2 separate regions of the Zea mays genome follow, and region 2 is linked to region 1. The links are chromatin contacts, called in public Hi-C maps. All regions are on one chromosome and are shown on one strand. The core of a region is the stretch at or near the end of the contact, and the rest is flanking DNA. Distances in the headings are between cores, read along the strand shown.

Region 1 (5,989 bases), core at 1,674-4,173:
GCGTTTGGAGCCTGGCGGGCGGCAGGCGTGGACACTGGATAGCGGACACGGCGTGTGACATGGGGTCAACGGCGGTGGTTTTGCCCGGTATTCTTTGATCGGGCACGGGGGCGGGGGCTGGAGCTGGAGCTGGAGCTGGGGGTGGCCGTCTGTCGCGCCGGCGCGGGAGGGCCTCCCTCCCTTCTGCGTGCCGCCGTTTGGTGGGGCGCGGGCTGCGGGAAAATTCTGTTGAAGCTGCGGCCACGTGATGACCACGTGAGAGCGGTTGATCGTTGAATGGGGTAGGCAGGTCTAAGTTTTTTCTTTTTCAGCGCGTCGTTAGTATACACGGACCTTTCTCTTGAACCAGTCAATCAGATGACGACGCTTCTGCTGGTAGTTTCATAAATATTTTTTCAGCGTTACAAGAACTCCTTACCCTTGACGAGGAGTATAGTATTTTAGATAGTGGTGATGGGAAGTTGAGATCTCAGTTGACTATAACCCTATCATGTATATAGAAGATGACCTTATACCACTAAAATGTAAATCTAAGACGTCCCCACGTTAAAATAGATCAAAACCAATTTACAATATAAGGGTTTTTTCGGTTATTTGCAATCCATATAAATTGGAGGGGATTGATACGAATTGGAGGAGCTTTTGACTTACTAGGGATTGAAACCCCATCAATCCCCCTCAATCAATATGGATTGGGTAGAACCGAATATGGCCTAAATCGGTTGCCTAGCTAACGAAAAAATCGGCTAAACCGAGTTTCTAGAGGATGGGCACCTGTGGACTGTGGTCGACTTGGTTGGCTGTAGGAGGATGGCCTGCTCGGACTTGAAGGCCATCCTGTTTAGCCTATCGGACTTGAAGGCCGTCCTATTTAGCATATCTCCGATAAATTTCTTATCTTATACTCTATTTTATCTTTTAATTCAAACTTCATCCTATAAATAGTATTATATACTTATGCTCTATTTTATCTTCTAATTCAAACTTTATTCTATAAATAATATTATATAGTGCGTTTTTATTAGTCCTGTCAATTGCCCAACGCAAAGTGGACCGACGATACGGGGCTCCCAAATTTTTGGAGCCTAATTTTTTTGAGTTTTCTGGTAACATAGCAAAAAAAATATTTGATGTTTTGCAAAATAAACCGAAGAATCTTAGCTTTGGAATAGATAAAACAAGAGGACAAGGATATGATAATAGATCAAATATGAAAGGGCATAGTTTAGGTTAATTTTATCTCTATGCACTATAGATTATATGGTCTATTTTCATGGTTTGTACTGGGCCCAAAATACTTCGAGACGGCCTGGCGTTTAGAATTTTACCATATCCACTGGAGACAACCTTAGACAGTTAACACTATCTTCTTCCTCGGTTTTCATGCTACGATTTTTTTGTAACATGAAATATAAAATATTAGTAATTTGTATCTTTGAATAAATGTATTCTAAAAATAGATTAAAAGATCTATATAGTAATATTAACTATGTACCATAATTTTTGATATTTTATATATTTAGTTAAAGTTAAAAATAATATATATTTAGTTAAAATTAAAATAGTTGACCTCTCGTAAGAAAAACCTAATTAAGTAATGAGAAGTCTTTTCACTAAGCTAAAGATCCTACTCCCTCTGTTTTAAATTATAACCCGTTTGACTTTTTTATATCAAGTTTTATTGACTCGTCTTATTAAGTTTTTCATTATTATTGTTATGTTCTTCTGGTATCGTTTAACATATAATATACTTTAAATATGTGTTTGAAATATTTATTTTTTCTTAAAAATTGAATAAGACAATCCGATCAATCTTCCCCACAAAAGTCAAACGAATTATAAATTAAGACGGTGGAGTATTTTCGATGAGTGTCCCTTCTTTAAAAAAACACAGGTAAAACTTACCTCAGATGTTTCTTTTCTAGATTCTACTTATGTAATCAACAAGGATGATATTTATTTGTATCAAAGAAACCCGTAATTTGGCAGGTTGATCTCGAAAAGTCGAACTCATTCTGACTGTAGCACCAGTAGGCGTGCGCTAGACTTCCACGTTGTTGGCTTCGCTTTAATCCGAAACAATTTATATTATTTTTTATAATATTTTGTTTCCATAGATTACAGCTATGACAGTTCGAATAGTTGACTTTAATCCGAAACGAACAACTTATAACAAAATTGTGTGGGTTTGGACTAGACATTAGAACATGGAAATGGAATTCAGCATTATAATGTGCCGCCAACGTCTCTACAAACTCTACGCACTCCAATTCTACACGTGTATGGAAATGGAATTCAGCATTATAATGTGCTGCCAACGTCTCTAGAAGAAACTCTACGCACTCCAATTTTACACGTGTGTCCCCGTACTGATACTGCAATGTTGTTACTCATTACAATTGAGAACTACTTATGCCGTTTGGTTAACGGAATGTAACGTAAATGGTAACGGTAGTAATTCACACTCGAATACTGATGATAACAAGTTTAAATAAGTCGATATCTATTTTTAGCGTAATATCAATTATGATTAGATTTAAACAAATATAATATAACGTTATCGGTTACCTATTATGTTACCAATATTTCAACCAAATGACACCTTTGATGTTTCTAAGAGCCACACACACAGTTGAAATTACGTTCGAAGGTGGATTTCAGATCGGTAACGGCACCTTTTTTTTTTTTTTGACAAACCTGCTAGAGTGCTCGTTAAGCCGAAAATATGAAAAAAAGAGGATTGCTGGCTTTTTGCTCCTTCCTGATGGCCAGTTTAGCCCAAGCCCAACTTGAGAAAATGAGGAGAAAGGCCTCAGGATTTTGGAATTTGGAACCCAACGCTGCATTTCCCAACTGGGGGCACACATTAACCTCAGCCTCATTTCTCTTTTATTTCCGCTCTCCTCCATTCTCTGTTTGCTACTTTGCAAGTCTCGAACAAAACCTGAAGCAACTCGAAGCGAAGCCGCGATACTGCGAGAAGCGGAAGCGGGGAGGGCGAGGAGGAGCAGCAATGGAGGCGCTGCTGGAGCTCGAGAAGATGCAGAGGGTGCTGTCCCTCATGAGTTCACGCGGCCTCTCCCACACCGACTCCAGCTGCGGCGGCGCTGCCGCTGACCGCTTCCTCGCCCAATTCCTCCTCTTCATGGTACGGTTTTTGGGGGTCGCCCCTCTTCCTCCGTATGACCGTATATACGAATTCAATCGGATCCTTACCAGTGCGCCGAAGCAGGCAAAATGGATTTTTCCCCTTTGTTTTTATATGACACGGACTGTGTCTAGCATAGCATAGTGCTCCCTCCGCCGCCCGTCCCTGCCTTCGTCCTTCGTGGTGGTTTTTGGTTAGGCCATGGATTTAAGGCGCGTATATGCTGTTCGTTTAGCATTTTCATGGGTTTATTCGACGAATACGGTTTCGATTGTGCATTTACGCACGCGTAGCTCGCTGAAGTGTTCCGATTGATTTGATGAGTTGTTGGATTTTGTATTGACCTGCTGTTGATTGGTGACGTGTGCTCGCTGCTCTCCTCTCGTAGTTTTAATCCAGTTAGCTAAATGCCTGGCCGAAGGAGCTTACACCACTAGAGTAGGCATGGTCAACTGGAGACTGGACCAGATTGATTTGTCACATTGGTCATGACCAGACTTCAATAATGCAACCTTGCCTTAATGATCAGATTCATCACACTAGTTTGCTTTGCTGTTCTCGTTGCTCCTCTGAATTGGGTATCTCCTGCTGAAACATCAAGTATTCCCATGCTTTTTGAAATGGGACAGAAAGAAGCACCGAGAACTACTTCCAAAATTATGATCACAAAATCTTTTGTGTAGGTGCAACCGTTTGATTCTCTTACCCTGGAGAATAAGTTCCTTTTGATCTCTGAGCTATTAAGAAAGGTAATCTAAGTGACACCGTCTAACTTTTAGTTCATATTTGTCTATGTGTTTTCTATGAAGAAATTATAGTTGAGACTTCTTTTATTAGGCTACTCCTAATACTTTGGAAGAAGTGCAGCATCTCACCCATCTGGAAGGTAGTGGTAATAGTTGTGAAGTAATGATGATCTTACATTAACCTTATGAGTTTATCCGGAAATTTTCTTGTTGATTGGGTCTGGAACTCTGATAAGACATAGGACCCTTTCAAACGCAGCTAATAAAGATATATGTTCTGGAGGTTCACTCCAGCCAATTAAGAAGTTTAAGATGCATGCCGAGAAATCAACCGTTCAAGCTATGCCGATGGTTGGTTTTGATGCGATGGCAAGAGCTAAGTCTACGCTTGAAGATTTTGTATGTATTCTTTGTAGTTGGTACTCGTAAAAATCCTTAATGGAAACACTGCCATGAATTAATCCTGGAGTGACCCAGGTCTTCTGGGCTGCCTTTTAGTTTTTCTTCTTTTATTTTTCTCAAGAGAAACCTGTTTACCTTTTCTTTTCTCACATCAATAAAATCTTAGCACATTAGGGGATTCCTTTACTGTTTTTGCTAAAAAAACACTGTCATACTGCCTTTTGTTGAGATTTTGCAATGCAAGTGCTACAAAACAATTGAACCGCTTATAGAGGCATTAAGCCCGTATAAAAAATAGCAAGGTATCTTTGAATGTATTTTGTTGTTCCATTATTAGTCTTATAGAGAAACTGGGTCACATGCTGTTCTAAATTTTGATTTTTCCTGTTCAAACATGTCTTTTTTGGGGGGTTATGAGTCTATCTTGAGCACTTCCTGATAATTATGTTTCCCTAAAGTCCCTTTTTTCCTTCTTGAGAAAACAGTGTAGGTCGTACTTTATGTTTCATGGTTTGGATGTTAACAAGCCACAAGCCATTTTCAAGTATCTACCTGTTCTTTCTTTCACAGAGAGTTACATATATCAGGTTTTTTCAACCTCTTGAAATGTGCTTCAAACTTTCATCTTATGGCTTATGTTCTGCATTGAACAAACTAAACATTTCTTGTTGCAGTTAGATGCTTCAAATGAAGACTGTTTACATGTAGTCCCAGATGACAACACTTCAAAAGTAAGACCTGCATTGTAGTGAAATAAGATAGAGATATAGAATGCAAGTTTTGCTAAATCTGATCTACATAGGCCCTGTATATAGTGTATACATTAGCCGCCTTATCTACCATTAGGGATGAAAGTGGATAACCGAATTGTTATGGAAAATTTAATATTTTGAAATAGATATATATGAAATTTGATGCTGATCTTTTCTTATGTTATCAAGCACATTATTACAAATAAGAATAATTTTTTGTATAAATTGTTTTATGCATTATTTGCTCCCTACAACAAAAAAGGTGAAACAATATCCGAATTTGTGTCTGACTTTTATATCTATCATTTGAGTATATGATAAATTTGAGGCTTATCTTTTATGAATCTTTACAAGTTCAATGCTATAAACAAGAATATGAATTTGCATTGCAGATTTTATATTCTATTTATTTGCAATCAAAGAAATAAGACAAAAAATAATATCCGAATAAGTATCCGTTTTCGTCCAATTTCATCCCTATCTACCATACAGGTGTTGGGAAAGAAAGAAGAATCTCTCAATGAGACATCCTTGTCTCAAATGATTGAACCCCTTGAAGGGCTTCTTCAGTGCCAAGGATTAATGACAGACCGGTTGGAATCTTCTCCTCTATGTACTTGTACATATGTAATATATTCACTAATATTTGAGCTAGTTACTCACTTCATTTTCTATTGTTTATAGATTGCGAACTGAACTCAAATCAGGCATTCAGTATTGGTCTCTAGAGAGGAAGCTCTGCCAAGCATTACTAAGAAATGAGAAGGTAAGGAGAGACCTTTGTTTGCTGTAATTTAAAAACAACTAAGTATCCTGATAATAGCGATGCTTCAGTAGATCATCTGTTGAATTTGATCAGACCTGTTTATCGTCATTTTTCTTTGGAAAAGCTGTATGCTCTTGATACTAAGAGGAAGCGATGAATGCCACATAACGAACTA
Region 2 (6,501 bases), core at 1,987-4,486, 410 kb before region 1:
ATACACATTTTTTTGTTACTTATAATGCACAGATCTCATTCTCTTTTCAGCAATATTTAAAATTAGCTATGAAATATGTCACCATCAATTTTATTGGATTTCTGAAATAAGGTTTTGAAATCGGAACTTTATCATCTCATTGCCATCCTCCTAAGAGCATTACTGAACAAATAAATACTGAAACTACTTGAACTGCATACTAAAATTATTTACATGTAGTTTTTGACCAAGTTGCGGATACCACACCCTGGAAGAGTCGGTGGCAGATTCTTCATCAAGTATGGAATGCCTACGATGTTGAGCTGGGTGCTTGGTGGCAACAGGTGCATACCAAAATTATTAATTACTGTCATGTGTTCCTATCTCAAGCACATGTGCAATAGTCATAGGTTTACATTTGTTTAAATGTTCCACGCAAAGAAATAAACACCACCCAGGCTCTCTTAGTTCCCAATTACCATATCGGTACTCATCAAACGGAACTTTTCATTGCGTACAGCTCAAAACTAGAAGGAAGACTTTTAAGCTGCCGACTTTCTGACAAGGTATGTTGTCATAGTGCCTGTAAATTTGATTTAGTACCAGCATTTAATATTTACTGACATCTAGCATCATTCTGAAGGCAAATGACCAGCTTTATCAATGGTTTGAGGATGATGACGCACTGGAAGAAGCTATGGGTGGAGAGTACGTTCTTTGTTTATTCTTTATTTTCATTTCATTTCGAAACAAAGCGTTTGATTTATTAATTTATTTCAGCAATTGTGGCGAAAAATCATTCATAATACTATTTGCAGATGGTACCTCATCGCAACAAGTGAAGGAAACTGCAATAGCTTGCAGCCCATTCATTTAATTAGGGATGAGCAGAGGTCACTCTTTGTTGGGTATGTCTAATAGCAATTTCATTTCTGCTCTAATTGCACCCAATCAAAGCATTATGGAACAATTCAAATGAATTTTCTTTTGCAGAAGCCGGTCAGATCCTAATGATTCAGCTTCTTCCCTATCATTGTCCTCTCCACAGGTTAGTTAGTCGAAATGGAGACAAGGTTTTAACGAACTTTTCAAGTGTTGCATTGTACAAGGCCTTCTATACATAAACTGTTCGTACTAGTCTTCAGTTTTCTGAACTTCATTGCAGATATCAGAAAGACATGCTACTATCACATGCAAGAATAAAGCTTTCTATCTGACTGATCTCGGAAGCGAACATGGTACCTGGATTACCGAGTAAGCCCTGAAAGAGCCATGGTTCTATGCCCTTCCTCAACAATTTCAGTAACAAGATTTTATTCGCTGACCTTCATATGATTGTCCAGCAATGAAGGTAGACGTTACCGCGTGCCACCAAACTTCCCAGTTCGTTTCCATCCCTCCGATGTCATTGAGTTTGGTTCCGATAAGAAGGTAGCTATACTGCATTTTTAGTTTTTCCTCCACATTTGGTTTGTTCCTCTTATTTCGCCAATTGTTCATCCGATGGAGTTCATCCCTGAGTTGCTGTGAAACCTGTTCTTCTGAACTATAATTAACTTGTGCAAAACCTACAGGCTATGTTCCGGGTGAAGGTGCTGAACACGCTCCCGTATGAATCTGCAAGAAGTGGGAATCGGCAGCAACAGCAAGTCCTTCAGGCAGCATGAATGGAGACACTGGCTACCACCACTATCATCAGCCACACTGTACTGTACAGCATCCGGTAAAGACACAACACTGCATCACGGAAAGGATACACTCGTTCTCGAATATTTGTCGTCTGCTAGTTCAATTTTAAACTAAAACGTGACAAATGAAAAAACGAAGGAAGTAGAAGATATGTCAAAACACATGCAATTTTTGCATCCATGAAGATGCCAAACAGGATCTTGAATACTAGCACCTAGCGGATTGAAATAATGAAGTTGCAGTTCTGCGTGAACTGGATTGTACGATAGGGATAGACAATTTAGCTGTTGTCGGACTGTGTACATCGTTGTACCATCACCGGAAATATTGTACACCGAGAAGCCATATTGTAATTACGGCATGAGAACAGTAACACTTTGATCATGTAATACAGTATATAGTTGTTTAGCAATTAGCTGAGTCAGATAAGATATGATTTGTTCTTCCACAAGTGCCAGCTCCTCGAACTGTTGAAATTTCCTTAAAATTTCTGCAGGAATTGAAAAACTTGTTCCTATAAAATTATTTCATGATCCAATTAAAAATTTTACTATATTATGTTGGATTTAATTGGGCCTAGCCCATTTTGAATTAGTAATTAAATAAAAAAAATAAAACCATAGTTAACGCTAAGTGTGATGGTTAGTCTTGTACGGTACGGACAAGAGGTGCGCGCGGCATGGTGGATTTCTTTTTTGCTGGCATATACAATCTAGATACTACATTACGGTTTTTAAGAACTAGTTACAACTAACAATTTGTTAATACAACCTAATATATCTACATCATGTATCTTATTCACTAGAATCCCTCAAGATACAGCTCATTTTAGGGCTAATTCAGTTTGATGCTAATCAACGTGGACTAGGTGAAATTGAGTCGGTTTAAATCCATAGAGTCAAAATACACATCAATACATTTGAATCCCCTCCAATCCACATAGGAAATTTAATAGACCACTATGTTTTAGCAACTATGATGGCCACTATGTTTAGTGGACTATGATGATCACTATGTTTTGGTTGTTTTCGTTACTAGTAATAGACATTGATTTATCAGACAATACCATGATTAAATCCCTTGCTAGCCAAAATTTAATAGAAAGATATTTAGCCCACCTCAATCTTCTCCGACCCCACATGGATCGAGGGGATTGAGGTGATTTGCATAGGGATCGAAGGAGATTGAGGTGTACTAAATCCCTTTCTATTGAGGTTTGACTATGCCTTATTCGTTGCATGTGGATCAAGAAAATTAAATCTTTTTTATTTAATTTTAACTAGTAAGATATTTAATTCCCTCCAATCGAACGAGCCCTAACTGGAGTTGATCAAGTTGGTACAGTGCAAACTGCCGTTAGGAGGTTACACTTCGATGGAGTGCAAAATCATGAATCTATGTAACTGTGCAGGCGAGGCCGATATGAAATGGGCTCCTAATTCATAGCAAAGCCAACAGGACCTTATGAAATGGGCTGCACATGGCCCTGCGCCTCTGCCTGTGCAGGCGAGGCCGATTACGCGAACGATCACAGGTCAGTCCGTTGGATCACTTTTGCTCGGTCCAGATTCACTCAGATTGGGCTTTTAGAAAACCCAACCCACGCCGCGCCGCGGGGCCTCTTACCAGCTTCCCAAATCCCAGGGGCAATGTCAGCCCACGCCGACGCCGGCGCCGGCGCCGGCGGCCGCCGCCGCGGGACCCTTGCTAAGGTCGCCCTCTCGTCAGTGTCGGCCGCCATGGCGGAGGCCTCCACCTACCCCTTAGACGCAGTCAAGACGCGCCTCCAACTCCACCGCAACCCCGGCGGCGCGCCCGGGCGCGGCGTAATCCGGGTCGCGGCCGAGCTCGTCCGCGATGGCGGGGTTTATCGGGGCTTCTGCCCCGCCGTCCTCCGCCACCTGATCTACACCCCGCTTCGCATCGTGGGGTACGAGCATCTTCGCTCCACCCTCGCTAGCGAGGGGCGGGAGGTTGGACTTTCTGAAAAGGCGCTCGCTGGGGGACTCTCCGGCGTTGCCGCGCAGGTAAAATTTTGAGACATGGACTTGATAAAATACACCAAACTATTTATGAATAACAATTCCGTAAGCGGTAAGTCCACATGAGATTTGCAGATAGGTTGTGGCGCATCACTCTCACAGTCTAATTAGAGCGAAAGTTAGAACTTGTTTTGGGCTAGGTTTGCAAAATGTTAATCAAACCATACTTGATTTACATGCTTCGATTAATTTCAAGCTGTATATTTCGAGTTATGAATATACTCTTTTGTTGTTCTACCTATTAAATTGCACATGGACAACATCTTATCCGAAAGTGAGAGAGGCACTTTTTACTGATCTGTCATCAATTTATCACCAGTCTCAATATTTAAGGGCATGTTTGAATACTCGTGGCTAGTTACTAGTTGGGGCTAAAAATTAGCTCAAATTAGCCATGATTGGCTAGCTAGTTGGCTAACAACTAGTTGAAGACTTGGTTAAAAGGTTAGTCCATCTATTGGCCCTTTTGTTTGAATGCACTAGAGTTAAATTTGAGCAGAAAATTAGTAAAATAACAATTAGCCCATGGTATCCAAATGTGCCCTAAGTAGTGTGGTGGGTGATAGAGCAACACACAGCCTTTTTTTTGGTTCAGTTGTTTCATGGCATGGCATGATGAGCCAATGACTTCATTGAGGAGCAGCAACAGTGAGATGCCAACTTCAGTATGTGTTCAAATTGTATTGCTTTGTATCTGTGCTTCTATTCTTCACCCCCATAGTGTGGCCATTTGCGTCCAACACATCTGATCTTCCTTAACAGTTACAGTTGCTGATAGGGGCATAGGGCCATCATTGCAAAAAAAAAAGGAATGATGTCCTTGTCCACTGCAGACAAGGAACTGATGAACTATCAGATATAAATCAAAACATGTAGTGCACTAAGGGGTGTTAGGAATTCAGGATCTAGATCTAGACTTAAGCTATGCACCAACGTGAATCATACATTTGATACATACTGTCGGATGAGATGATACTGGAGTGGCTGGTGATGCCCATTTTGGTGACCGAATATGATTACACAAAATACAGAAAGGTGACTTGACTAACACTTCTGTTCAGACCTACTTGGTTTACAAATGGGCAAGGAAATCAAATTAGACATCCTACAATAGGTCCAATATGTGGGGATTTGTCTTTTGATTGATTGGGACTTGGGAGTAGGTAGGCCTTCTGATCAGCATATCTACAAGCCATCTATGCTTGATTAGGCTTCTTCGCAGAGTTCCTTGCTAAGGTACTGGAACAATCAGCATATCCAATATTTGCAATGGTAAAATGGTACTGTATTATTAGAAGGTGATGCTCCAAAATCAATATGGCACTGTATTGATGTTCCCAAATTAATTCTTTTTTTAATGTTTGATGAAGTAACTATTCCTTTGCCCATTGTATTGCTACATAACACCAGAGGTAATTTTGTTCCTGCTACTTTGCAGTGCAGGTGGTGTCAAGCCCTGCTGATCTCATCAAGGTAAGGATGCAAGCAGACAGCAGGATGTTGAGCCAAGGCATTCAACCACGTTACACTGGAATGGCAGATGCTCTCACTAAAATCATACGAGCGGAGGGTTTCCGGGGACTTTGGAAGGGGGTTGTTCCAAATGCACAGAGGGCATTTCTTGTCAACATGGGTGAATTGACGTGCTACGATCATGCAAAGCATCTCATCATTCACAAGGAGATTTGCTCTGACAACCTTTATGCCCACACATTGGCCTCTGTCGCGTCGGGGCTGTCTGCGACAACTTTGAGCTGCCCAGCGGATGTAATCAAAACAAGGATGATGAACCAGGGGAAGGAGGGTAAAGCTATGTACAGGAGTTCTTACGATTGCTTGGTCAAGACTTTGAGGCATGAGGGCGTAACGGCACTGTGGAAGGGTTTTTTGCCAACATGGGCAAGGCTTGGCCCGTGGCAGTTTGTGTTCTGGGTTTCCTACGAGAAGCTGCGCCAAGCATCAGGCATTTCGTCATTTTGATAATGGAGGGTTTTTGTTTCATTCCAGAGGCTTTTAGATCACAGAAATGTTCATTCCTGCAACTTCATGGTAGCTTTATAGGATCGAACCCTTTTCATGCTGGTTTACTGGACTGCGGGCTTTTATCCTTCGCTGTTTTCAAGGGGGGAAACAGACGAAGTTGCTATGCCTCATTGTATTTTTGAGTTTTTGACAATATACAGGACTCTTGGACAGTTGGATTCCACAAAAAACCGATACTCTCATCTTTGCTCCTTTTGCACTTAACAAAATTGCTTGCTCAAGCTATGTTTGTGTGACATGTGCCCTCACGTGAGCAGTTATTATGTACGCCGTCCAAAGTTTGTCATCTTTAAACCTTTATTTATAACTTTTAATCACAGTATAATGAGGGGAAAATCTGAATGTGTGATGTATGAACTAAATAACAGTATCTCATGACTGCAGCAACTGGACACCCTGTGGGAAGTCCTCGCAGTGCCGGATGTGCCGGACCATCCTGCCGGTGTCACCTCTGGCCTTCGCCCGGCAGTCGTAGTTCGGCGGCGAGTGAAAACACGGCTCGATTGTGGGGGCCAGCCTGCACGGCGTGTCAGGCGCCTTCCCATGGTTGGGGGGCATGAGCACCCACGGTCTCAGCCCGGCCAGCCCCTGGCTGACGTACCCGAACGTGGAAACGCCGGTGGTGACCAGCACGTCGGCGAAGCTGAGTAGCACCATCTCCGCGAGCGCCTTCTGGTCCTGCTGCCGGTCACCGAAGCGTTGCTCGCCCAGGTGCGTCGGCTGGAACACGCTCACCGCCTCCCCGCCC

Evidence for each region. Hi-C and Micro-C count contacts between places; a contact is called where the count stands out from the background.
Region 2: a contact with region 1 is called in a Hi-C map of leaf, with 6 times the contacts expected there. The contact joins the promoter of LOC103646382 here to the promoter of LOC100277765 in region 1. A contact is called at or near these places in 2 of 25 Hi-C or Micro-C datasets (ear and leaf).

Annotation. Positions count from the first base shown.
Region 1 is chr2:45,832,102-45,838,090 of Zm-B73-REFERENCE-NAM-5.0, reverse strand. LOC100277765 reads left to right here and starts at 2,923. Exons shown (of 15, transcript NM_001151251.2): 1 at 2,923-3,148; 2 at 3,832-3,897; 3 at 3,986-4,034; 4 at 4,154-4,293; 5 at 4,782-4,883; 6 at 4,971-5,027; 7 at 5,541-5,641; 8 at 5,733-5,814. The coding sequence starts at 3,014.
Region 2 is chr2:46,237,211-46,243,711 of Zm-B73-REFERENCE-NAM-5.0, reverse strand. It overlaps LOC103646382 (mitochondrial uncoupling protein 3), which reads left to right and starts at 3,236. Exons shown (of 2, transcript XM_008671113.4): 1 at 3,236-3,695; 2 at 5,154-5,974. The coding sequence starts at 3,318. The coding sequence ends at 5,690. It overlaps LOC100285076 (zeaxanthin epoxidase), which reads left to right. Exons shown (of 16, transcript NM_001157971.2): 9 at 220-323; 10 at 500-545; 11 at 623-687; 12 at 798-887; 13 at 973-1,027; 14 at 1,145-1,233; 15 at 1,323-1,410; 16 at 1,554-2,114. The coding sequence ends at 1,646. It overlaps LOC103646383 (probable fucosyltransferase 7), which reads right to left. Exons shown (of 2, transcript XM_008671114.2): 2 at 5,761-6,501. The coding sequence ends at 6,126.